2 separate regions of the Pan troglodytes genome follow, and region 1 is linked to region 2. A link is a contact called in public HiChIP or PLAC-seq data. All regions are on one chromosome and are shown on one strand. Each heading gives the region's core, a stretch centred on a gene start, on an enhancer-like site or on the middle of the called end of the contact. The rest is flanking DNA. Distances are from core to core; before and after follow the strand shown.

Region 1 (5,428 bases), core at 873-3,372, 67 kb before region 2:
GAGCCGAGATTGTGCCACTGCACTCCAGCCTGAGCAACAGAGTGAGACGCCTTCTAAAAAAAATATATATATATATATAATATATATATAATAAAAATAAACAAGTCAGGCAAAATCTCTACCTGCATAATGGCCACAGTCTAGCTGAGGTGATAGTTTTAAACCAGTTTCCTTAGCTTTGGAATTAACTTTAAATAGAGAAATTTTTTAAATTTTTAAATAGAGAGGCCAGGCGCGGTGGCTCAAGCCTGTAATCCCAGCACTTTGGGAGGCCGAGGCGGGTGGATCACGAGGTCAGGAGATCAAGACCGTCCTGGCTAACGCGGTGAAACCCCGTCTCTACTAAAAATACAAAAAATTAGCCGGGCGTGGTGGCGGGCGCCTGTAGTCCCAGCTACTTGGGAGGCTGAGGCAGGAGAATGGCGTGAACCTGGAAGGCGGAGCTTGCAGTGAGCCAAGATCACGCCACTGCACTCCAGCCTGGGTGACAGAGCAAGACTCCGTCTCAGAAAAAAAAAAAAAAAAAAAAAAAGAAGTAAGCATAACTAACTCTCTTCAGAAACAAAGTTTTCCTGTCTTCCAGAAAACTTCCAGGCACAAGTTTTCTCCCGTGTTGCTCTTTAAAACAACACTTTGAATGTGTTGGTATTTCAGTTGCATTGGTGGTGAATACTTATGATGGAAGCTAGAGGGGAGCAAATGTCACTTGCCTCCTGGAGTACGGCACTCTTCTCAAGGTGCTGGAATGGGTTGGAGCCTCCACCTACAGTCAAGGACAATGGAGAAGGTAGGTTGTGACTCTGAACTTCAAAACTCTCCCAGACATAGGTAAAAGGAAGATGTCCCTTCCTAGTAAATCTAGTAAAGTTCAAACTCCTCAGGAATGGCAATCAAGCCTCTACAATCTGTCTAGGGATCCTACTAGTCTCCTGCAAGCAGGTGGGCTCCACTCTACCCCAAACCACTCACAATCTCCCAGCAGCCCTGGTACAGTCCTGTGCTTCTCATGGTGCCATGTCTTGTGTTCATTTATATAACTTGTAATTAACTAAGTCCCTATGTGCCAGGGACCACCATCTCGTTGTAACTAGTTCCTTCATAGCAGATGACACATTTGCAAATAATTACACGTGTGATTATCTGGTTGATGTCTGTCTCCTCCATCGTGGGTGCAACCATTCTAATATTCCCAGCTCAGGCACTGAGTGTCCCACTTGCTCTGTTGCAGTATCCAGGACACCGTACAGTACCTGGCATACAGTAACTGCTCAATATACTTTGCTGAATAAATGAATGATGGGGTCAGAGTTCCCAGTCACAGGACGCTGGCTCCGCAGGTTACACCCCAGTTTGGCCAGCACCAACGTAGCCCCAGCGAATCCAAGAGGTTGGACGAAGAAAGTAACAAGAGAACATTCGGCCTGGTCCCCTACTTTGACAGATGGGTAAATTGAGGCCGGGGGGGGTGTTTGTCGCGCCCAAGGTCACCCAGAAAATTGCAGTCCGAGCTTACAAGAGTGAGACAGCCGCGCATGCTCGGGCTCTCCGAGGCCTGCCACTGACTAGCTGTGGACCCTGGCACAAGCCCCTGCCCCTCACTGGGCCTCAGCCTTCGGGTCAGGACAGAGAACCAGAAGGAAGGCTCGGCGGGTGGGGGTCCGGCCTCCCTCAGACCCAGGCCTGGCCCCCTCACCTGACTCCTCATCCTTCTTGTCGAATTTCTTCAACATAGTGGAGTCGGTGGGGCGCAATGCAGCAACGCAATGCTCGACGGGCGCGGCACGGAGTAGCGGTGCCACAGTGGTTCTACAGGGACCACTTCCGGGCCCCGGCTGGCCACGTCGCCCTGCGCTCTGCGCAGGCGCATTCCGCGCTCTGCGCCTGCGCTCTTTCCGGTAGCCACAGCCTCGTCTAAGGTTAACCTTAGCTCTGCCGGAGCTGGAGTGGGGAAAGCCAGACGGAGGGGCAAGGGCTAGGTGCAGGGGGTACTGACTAGCATCCCAACTCTGCTCCCTACGCTTCTTTCCGTATACCAAGGGAGGAGGAGGAGCCCCTGCCTCGTTGCGTTGTGGCGTGAGTCTTTGTGGCTTTCGGGTGTGAGGTTGGTGGCACACACTGGCCCGCAGTAAACACGCAATTGATGTGACCGGTCTATGACTGTTATTGCCACCTTCCGAAGGAGCCTTGCCAGCCACTCACTCCTCGCTTTCAGATTCTTTCCCCTGCCTGATTTCCTCCTCAGCTCGAATCGCCATCTAACACTTTATTTTTACTTTCTGGCTTTTATTTGTTTATTTCTCGTTCTGCTGCCCAGGCTGTGGTGCAGTTGTGCGATCCTGGCTCACTGCAGCCTACAGTTCCTGGGCTCAAGCGATCCTCCCACCTCAGCCTCCCGAGTAGAGCTGGGCGCACCACCCCCGACTAATTTTTTAACTTTTGTAGAGACGAGGTCTCACTATGATGTTGCCCAGTCTGGTCTTGAACTCGTGGGCTCAAGCGATCCTCCTTTCTCGACCTTCCAAAGTGCTGGGATTACAGCGGTGAGCCACTGCACCCGGCCACTTTCTTGCTGTTTTGTTTTTTTTTGTTTGTTTGCTTGTTTGTTTGTCTTTTATTCACTGCAGTGGATAATGTTGGCACATAGTAGTTGCCCAGTGAGTTCTCGTTGAATGAATGCGTGCAATTGCATTTTTAATTTATATCTGCCGGGCCCTATCTCGTCTGCTCCTGATGCAAATTGCCTTGTACATTATCAACCTTAAGAGATCTAACTAAACAGCATAGAACTTCAACGTTATTTTGCAAATACTTTGGATATTTATGGAGTGCCAACTAGATGCGCTGCCTACGCGGGGAGGTGGGGGAAGGGCGTGGGAAGGAACGGAAAGGGGAAAATGACACATCACCCAGGGTTTATCTTCCTGGGGACCTATGCAGGACACCCTGAGGCTAAGGTAAGCACAGTGCATGCCAGTGAGCCAGATTGCATTGGCAACGGCAAAGTCGTGATGGCCAAGCGCTGCGACACGGCCCCAGCTTGCCTGGGGAGGGGAAGCCCGCAGTCCTGTGGGCAGGAGGAGTGGGCTGTGGAGAGGAGAGGCAGGGGGCTGAGGCAGAGGCCCCAGGTGAAAAGGGTGACCGCAAAGCTGGAGGAAGGGAGATGTCAGAGGGGCCAGCCCTTAGGGTCTGGCTTTGCAGAGGCTAGGGCCAAGAACAACAGATCTTGTGACATGCAAAACTGTCAAGAGTCAGAAAGATGTTCAAAATGTCTGATCAGTAACCCCACCCCTAATCAGGAGGAAATTGTTCAAAAGAAGAAAATGAGGCCGGGCGCAGTGTCTCAAGCCTGTAATCCCAGCACTTTGGAAGGCTGAGGCAGGTGGATCACCTGAGGTCAGGAGTTTGAGAGCAGCCTGACCAACATGGTGAAACCCCGTCTCTACTAAATACAAAAAAAAAAAAAAAATTAGCCTGGCGTGGTGGTGCATACCTGTAATCCCAGCTACTTGGGAGGCTGAGGCAGGAGAATCATTTGAACCTGGGAGGCGGAGGCTGCAGCGAGCTGAGATCACGCCATTGCACTCCAGCCTGGAGTCTGGGCAACAAAAGCGAAACTGTCTCAAAAAAAAGAAAAAAGAAAATGAAGTTGCCTGCTGCAGCAGTTTGCAGCAAAATAATTGTAAACACCCTAAATGTCTATCAATAAAGGGATGATTAAGGAAGTTATGGTACATCTGAGGACTAAACTGATTTTTATCTTGTCTCAGCTACTCCAGGAGTCTGAGATGGGAGGATCGCTTAAGCCTGGGAGGTCAAGGCTGCAGTGAGCCATGATCATGCCACTGTACTTCCAGCGTGGGCAACAGAGGAAGACCCTGTCTCAAAAAATACATAGGGGTGGCCAGGCGAGGTGGCTCATGCCTATAATCCCAGCACTCGGGAGGCTGAGGAGGGTGAATCACCTGAGGTCAAGAGTTTGAGACCAACCTGACCAACATGGTGAAACCCCGTCTCTACTAAAAATATAAAAATTCACTGGGCATGGCGGCAGATGCCTGTAATCCCAGCTACTCGGGAGGCTGAGGCAGGAGAATTGCTTGAACCCTGGAGGTGGAGGTTGCCCTGAGCCAAGATCGTGCCATTGCACTCCAGCCTGGGTGACGGGCGAGACTCTGTCTCAAAAAAAAAAAAGTGTATATACATATATATATATATACACACACACACACACATGCATATATAAATAGGTGTACAATTCAGTGGGTTTTAGTATATTAAAAAAAGTTTATGTACCTGTCCGCACTAATTGGAGAAAGTTTTCATCATCCCAAAAAGAAAGCTATTCATTAGCAGTCACTTTCCATTTGCCCATCTGCCCAGCCCCTGGCAACCACTAATCTACTTTCTGTCTATAGATTTGCATGTTCTGGATATTTCATATAAACAGAATCATATGCTATGTAGTCTTTTGTGTGTTTTGCTTCTTTCATTTAGCATGTTTTCAAGACATGTTATAGCATGAATCAGTACTTCATTCCTTTTGTAGCTGGATAATATTCCATTTTATGGATTTACCATATTTTGTTTCTTAATCAGTTGATGGACATTTGGGTTGTTTCCAGTCTAGCTCTTGTGAACAAAGCTGTGAATGCTGTGAACATTAATGTACAAGCTTTTGTGCAACCCTATGTTTTAACTTCTCTTGGGTCTATACCTAAGAGTGGTATTACTAGGTCATATGGTAACTATGTTTAACTTTTTGAGAACTGTCTAACTGCTTTTCCAAAGCAACTGCGCCATTTTACATTCCCACCAGCAGTGTATGGAGGTTTCAATTTCTTCACATCCTTGTCAACACTTGTTACTGTCTTTTTGATTATAGCCATGCTAGTGGGTGTGAAGAGGTTTCAATTTACACTTTCCTGATGGCTACTGATGTTGAGCATCTTTTCATGTGCTTATTGGTCATTTGTACATCTTCTTTGAAAAAATAGCTGTTCATATCCCTTGCTCGTTTTAAAATTATTTTATCTTTTTATTTAGAGTTGTATGAGTTATTTAAGTCTAGACCCCTTCTTCTTTTTTTTTTTTTTTTTTTTTTTTAGACAGAGTGTAGCTCTGTCACCCAGGCTGGAGTGCAGTGGTGCAATCTCAGCTCACTGCAACCTCTGCCTCCCAGGTTCAAGCGATTCTCATGCCTCAGCCTCCCTAGTAGCTGGGACTACAGGCGTGTACCACCAGACTCAGCTAATTTTTGTATTTTTGGTGGAGACGGGGTTTCACCATGTTGGCCAGGCTGGTCTTGAACTCCTGACCTCAAGTGATCCTCCCGCCTCGGCCTCCCAAAGTGTTGGGATTACAGGCATGAGCCACCATGCCAGGCCAATAGAGATTATTTTTATGATACTTTTTATCCACCACCACCTTC
Region 2 (5,183 bases), core at 923-3,422:
TGTGGACGCACCCAGGTTGGACTTCATACATAGCCTCTTGCATTATATTGACTCATTGTCAGAGCTCACGAAGTCACTACCTAAGTGTCTGATTGCTACACTATACATTACTTCAAGATACTATGAAGGTTAATCAGATTACAGAGGGGAAATCTATAAAGCTGAGTAAGCTTCTTGGTAATAAAACTATATAAATACAAAATACTGTTTTTTATTGGCAGATAATATATCGTGTTTTAGCACAACACATAAGCTGCTAGGCATTTATTCAATCTGATTGGGAATCGGTTAAATTTGGTTAAAAAATTTTACCTTAGGTTGCTTTAACTAAAAAAATGTTTAAGGCTGAGTGCAGTGGCTCACACCTGTAATCCTAGCACTTTGGGAGCACTGGGTGCAGTGGCTCACACCTGTAATCCTAGCACTTTGGCCTAGCACCGCTTGAGGCCAGGAGTTCAAGACCAGCCTGGCCAACATGATGAAACCCCATCTCTACTAAAAATACAAAAATTAGCCAGGCGTGGTTGTGGGCGCCTGCAGTCCCAGCTACTCAGGAGGCTGAGGCAGAATTGGTCAAACATGGGAGGCGGAGGTTGCAGTGAGCTGAGACAGCACTCCAGCCTGGGCAACAGAGGGAGACCCTGTCTCAAAAAATAGTAATAAATAAATTTAAAAAGTTCGGCCAGGCGCGGTGGCTCATGCCTGTAATCCCAGTGCTTTGGGAGGCCGATCACCACTTTGGGTGGGCGGATCACCTGAGGTCGGGAGTTTGAGACCAGCCTGACCAACATGGAGAAACCCCACCTCTACTAAAAATACAAAATTAGCCGGGCGTGGTGGCGCATGCCTGTAATCCCAGCTACTGGGGAGGCTGAGGCAGGAGAATCACTTGAATCCAGGAGGCGGAGGTTGCAGTGAGCTGAGATCGTGCCATTGCACTCCAGCCTGGGCAACGGAGTGAGACTCCGTTCTCAAAAAAAAAAAAAAAAAAAAAAAAAGTTTAAAATATCATTGGTCCTTAAAGTTATACATTCATTCTTTGATAATTGCTATGTTGAACGCAACCTCCTAACTGCTTTACAATGATTAAGCACTAATGATTTGAACCCAGGTTTAAAGTCTGACTCTCAACACATGTGCTCTGCCTTCTCACGAACATGATTTCAAAAATTGGTGGCTCATGCCTGTAAACCCAGCGACAGAGCAAGACCCTACTCTTAAAAAAAAAAAAAAAAAAGAAAAGAAAAGAAAAAAAGAAAAATAAATCATAGTATTGAACTGGGAGGTTTCACTGAGACGAAACTTGGGACTCTTCCTTTTTTTTTTTTTTTTTGTTTCGAATAAAGCCATTCTAGAATGAGACAAAATTCTAAAATATTTTATAGTTAACAGTTTAAACTGGGTTTAATCTTGACAAGACTATCTAGGGCTATATACACAAATCTCTTTTGGAGAAAATACCACAACTAAACTGAAGTCTATTCCTGAATATGACAGACCAGGTCAAATGGTTATCCTGGCCCTCCCGGGGGATGTCACTCATAAACGTGCTAAAAGTCACAGTCTAGGACCCATTACCTTACATGCTCATGACCTTCCCAGGGAGGCCCCTCGCCCTTACCAGGCACTTTCATTTTGGGAAGACACATCAGTCCTGGCGGAGAAAGCAGCAAGGCCTTTCCCCGGCTCACAAAAATTAATACAAATCTCAGAGGCTGCATCCCACAGCCGTGACCACCGTGACCTGGCATCCCCTTTTCTGCAAACTTAAATGTTATCTAGAAATCGGGCCTGTCTCTGAAAGCCAAGGGCCTGGCAGGAGCCCGAGAAAGGGGAGAAACTTTCTGCGGCCCCAAGCTAATGGCAGTCACTGCACCGAGACCCGTCCCCTGGCATCCCTTTGCTCCAGCTGGCCAAGACAGACCACCAAGGTCAGCCAGATTTCCACCCAGTCTGGCCGGGCCCGGGCCCAGCTGGGAATGGACCGAGAAGCACCGGGACCCGGATCCCGGCGTGAAAGGCCGCGCGCAGGGCACGGCGGGAAAAGACGCTGCGCGCAGAAACACCCGCTCCGCGCCGCGCTCTAGTGGGCGGCCCTCCCGCGGGCGGCTCTGATTGGACTGCCGAACCCCGCGCGCTGATTGGCCGCGTGGGCGAGGCGGAGGAGAGCCGTGCGCAGCGGCGTATGTGGGGCCGTGTGCAGACCCGCGTGTGGCGCAGGCAAGGACCCTCAAAATAAACAGCCTCTACCTTGCGAGCCGTCTTCCCCAGGCCTGCGTCCGAGTCTCCGCCGCTGCGGGCCCGCTGCGACGCGGAAGGTGAGGGCTGGGGGAGGGGCCCGGCGCTGACGGAGCCGCAGTGCGGGTCGGGTCTGTGGCGGACAGAGAGGGTAGGGAGCGGCGAGGTGGCGATGGCGGCCGCACTTTGGCCTGCGCCGCTGCTGCGTCAGGCGGGAAGCTCGGCTGCTGCCGCCGCCTCGGACCCGGGTTTCTGGCGCACCGCTGTCGGACGACACTTCTGTCCTTTCTTCGTCCTGGAAAGCTGGGTCGCCAAGCATGCGGGTCTTTCGGCGCCACGGCCGCACCCCAGGCCGCAGGCTTAGGGCAGAGGAGGCCCGCCCGTGCGCCCTTGGGGCCGAGGCCCTGACGCTTCGAGGGTCGCGGAATGAGGGACCGAGGGTGGATTTGGCGGGAACTCACTGGAAGGAGTCCGTGTGGTGGGGAAAGGCTCCCGGCTGCGGATGAAGGGGGGATGGGGTGGCTATAGTCGTGCGGGCCATGTGCTGGGGTCGTGCGCCTGGCGGGCCATGTGCCAAGGGTTTTGGGGGCCTTAGAAAAGGGTTCTTAGGCCGGGCGCGGTGGCTCACGCCTGTAATCCCAGCACTTTCAGAGTCCCAGGCGGGCGGATCACGAGGTCAGGAGTTCGAGACCAGCCTGACCAATATGGTGAAACCTTGTCTGTACTAAAAAAAAAATTAGCCGGGCATGGTGGCGGGCGCATGTAGTCCCAGCAGCTCGGGAGGCTGGACAGGAGAATCGCGTGAACCCGGGAGGCCGAGGTTGTGGTGAGCCGAGATCGCGCCACTACACTCCAGCATGGGCAAGAGAGAGAGACTCCGTCTTAAAACAACAACAACAACAAAGGGTTCCTGAAGAAGCCTTTGTGTTTGGAGTGGCGAGACTCTGCTGGAAGACTTGGGAGCCTTTAGAGTTTATACTCCCTATCCTTGATAGTTTTCCGATTCTTGAATTTTTATCGTCATTTAAATACTAAGTTGCTTGTGTTACATTACCATTCCAAAAGGGGCTGATGGGGCTCACATTCCCTGAGTCAACACTATTTAAGTTGCTGGGATCCTTTAAAAGCGCCATTACCAGAAAAAACACGAATTTGTCAAACCTCCAAAACCACAGCAGCGGGCGGTAGTCTGCATCATTTCTTGAATTAATGAAACAGATGTAATTACAAACGAGACACGAAATTCAACTAGCTCCCCTCCATCTAGATTTTTCCATATCGTGAGAACCTGTTTTAGAATGGCATAATGGTCCACATTTGGGTTTAGGTGTTGATTTTATTATGGGTAAGGCTTGTGCTTGTTCCCACATGTTAACCACATGGCCTCAGCCACAGGGCACTTCCAAAGGAAGTGACTGTTTCTGGTCTTGGGGGGTCTTGTAAAAAGAGAACATTGCTCAGTAATCGTCTGTGATTTTAGCTAGTGTGTTTCAGGCATTATTCAGAAGGACTCAGAAGAGGTAAGATAAGCCAAAACTGAATTTGTTTTTTGTCTTTTTCAAAGTGAAGGAGGTCTAATGAATATCCCCATCTTGCTTTTAAGTTACATTTTTAAAAGTAGATTTTTCCCCCTTTCCTATTGTTTGACCCAATTTTGGAGTGAAACGTAACCAGTTACTATTTCCATTCCAATTTAAATTAGCAATTTTATGTTATTTGTTTGCTCAAGCAGTATAACTGGAGTGTAGAGCTTTGAGGGTTTCAAAAAGATAAGAGATGTAGTCCTTATCTCCTGGGCTTCCCCCTCCCCCCTCCTAAATAGTTTTAAATGCTTCTAATGAGTTACTCTGGTTAAGGATAATCAAACACCTGTAAACTGCCAGGATCCTAGGTACATGCTGTTTTTAGTTTGTTGAGCCTGATTCTTGTCTACAAGAGTTCTTTGTGTATTGGAATATAAAAGGAATAATTTATTACATTCCCAAGGGCAGAATTAAAGACTTAAGTTTTTCCGATTTCATCTCTTGATAAGTTTTTCTTTAAAAAAATAACAGTTTGTGTTTTTCTGAGGAACCAAAGGTCCTCTTTTTTTTCATATTGGTAACAGGAGAGGTAATGTATTTCAGATGGTGCAGTCTGTAAAATATTTTGAAAGACCAGGGGTTTTTCTTTTTCTTTTCTTTTTTTTTTTTGAGACGGAGTCTCACTCTGTCGCCCAAGCTGGAGTGCACTGGCGCGATCTCGGCTCACTGCGACCTCCGCCTCCCGGATTAAGCGATTCTCCTGCCTCAGCCTCCGAAGTAGCTGGGATTACAGGCGCCCGCCGCCACACCCAGCTAGTTTTTGTATTTTAGCACAGACGGGGTTTCACCATGTTGGCCAGGCTGGTCTTGAACTCCTGCCCTTGTGATCCGACTCCCTCGGCCTCTCAAAGTGCTAGGATTACAGGCAGGAGCCACCGCGCCTGGCCAGGTTTTTCTTAAACTGGCATTTGAACATCTGGAACAGGCAGGGAGATGTCTTTTTTAAAGTATAAATGTGTTTTGTTACATGATTTATGACAATTCTACTTGTCTTTTTTTTTTTTTTTTTTTTTTTTTTTTTTGAGACAGAGTCTTTCTCTGTCGGCCAGGCTGGAATGCAGTGGCACAGTCTCGGCTCACTGCAGCCTCCATCTCCCGGGCTCAAGCAATTCTCCTGCCTCAGCCTCCCAAGTAGCTGGGATTACAGGCATGTGCCACCACGCCCGGCTAATTTTTGTATTTTTTGTAGAGACGGGGTTTCACCATGTTGGCCAGGCTGGTCTTGATCTCCTGACCTCAGGTAATTCACCCGCCTCAGCCTCCCAAAGTGGTGGGATTGCAGGCCTGAGCCACCGTGCCTTGCCAACAATTCTACTTGTCTTTTAAAGTTCAATAAAAATATGTGGCATGTATATGGGATAG

What was found. HiChIP or PLAC-seq counts read pairs in DNA pulled down with a chosen protein or histone mark.
Region 1: a contact with region 2 is called in an H3K4me3 HiChIP or PLAC-seq map of stem cell-derived excitatory neurons, with 16 times the contacts expected there. The contact joins the promoter of COPG1 here to the promoter of CNBP in region 2. A contact is called at or near these places in 3 of 7 Hi-C or Micro-C datasets (blood, induced pluripotent stem cells and stem cell-derived neural progenitor cells) and 1 of 1 datasets of contacts at active chromatin or transcription factors (stem cell-derived excitatory neurons).

Annotation. Positions count from the first base shown.
Region 1 is chr2:132,492,651-132,498,078 of NHGRI_mPanTro3-v2.0_pri, reverse strand. COPG1 (COPI coat complex subunit gamma 1) reads right to left here and starts at 2,122. Exons shown (of 24, transcript XM_001141317.8): 1 at 1,694-2,122; 2 at 711-763. The coding sequence starts at 1,730.
Region 2 is chr2:132,425,688-132,430,870 of NHGRI_mPanTro3-v2.0_pri, reverse strand. It overlaps CNBP (CCHC-type zinc finger nucleic acid binding protein), which reads left to right and starts at 2,172. Exons shown (of 5, transcript NM_001280275.1): 1 at 2,172-2,318.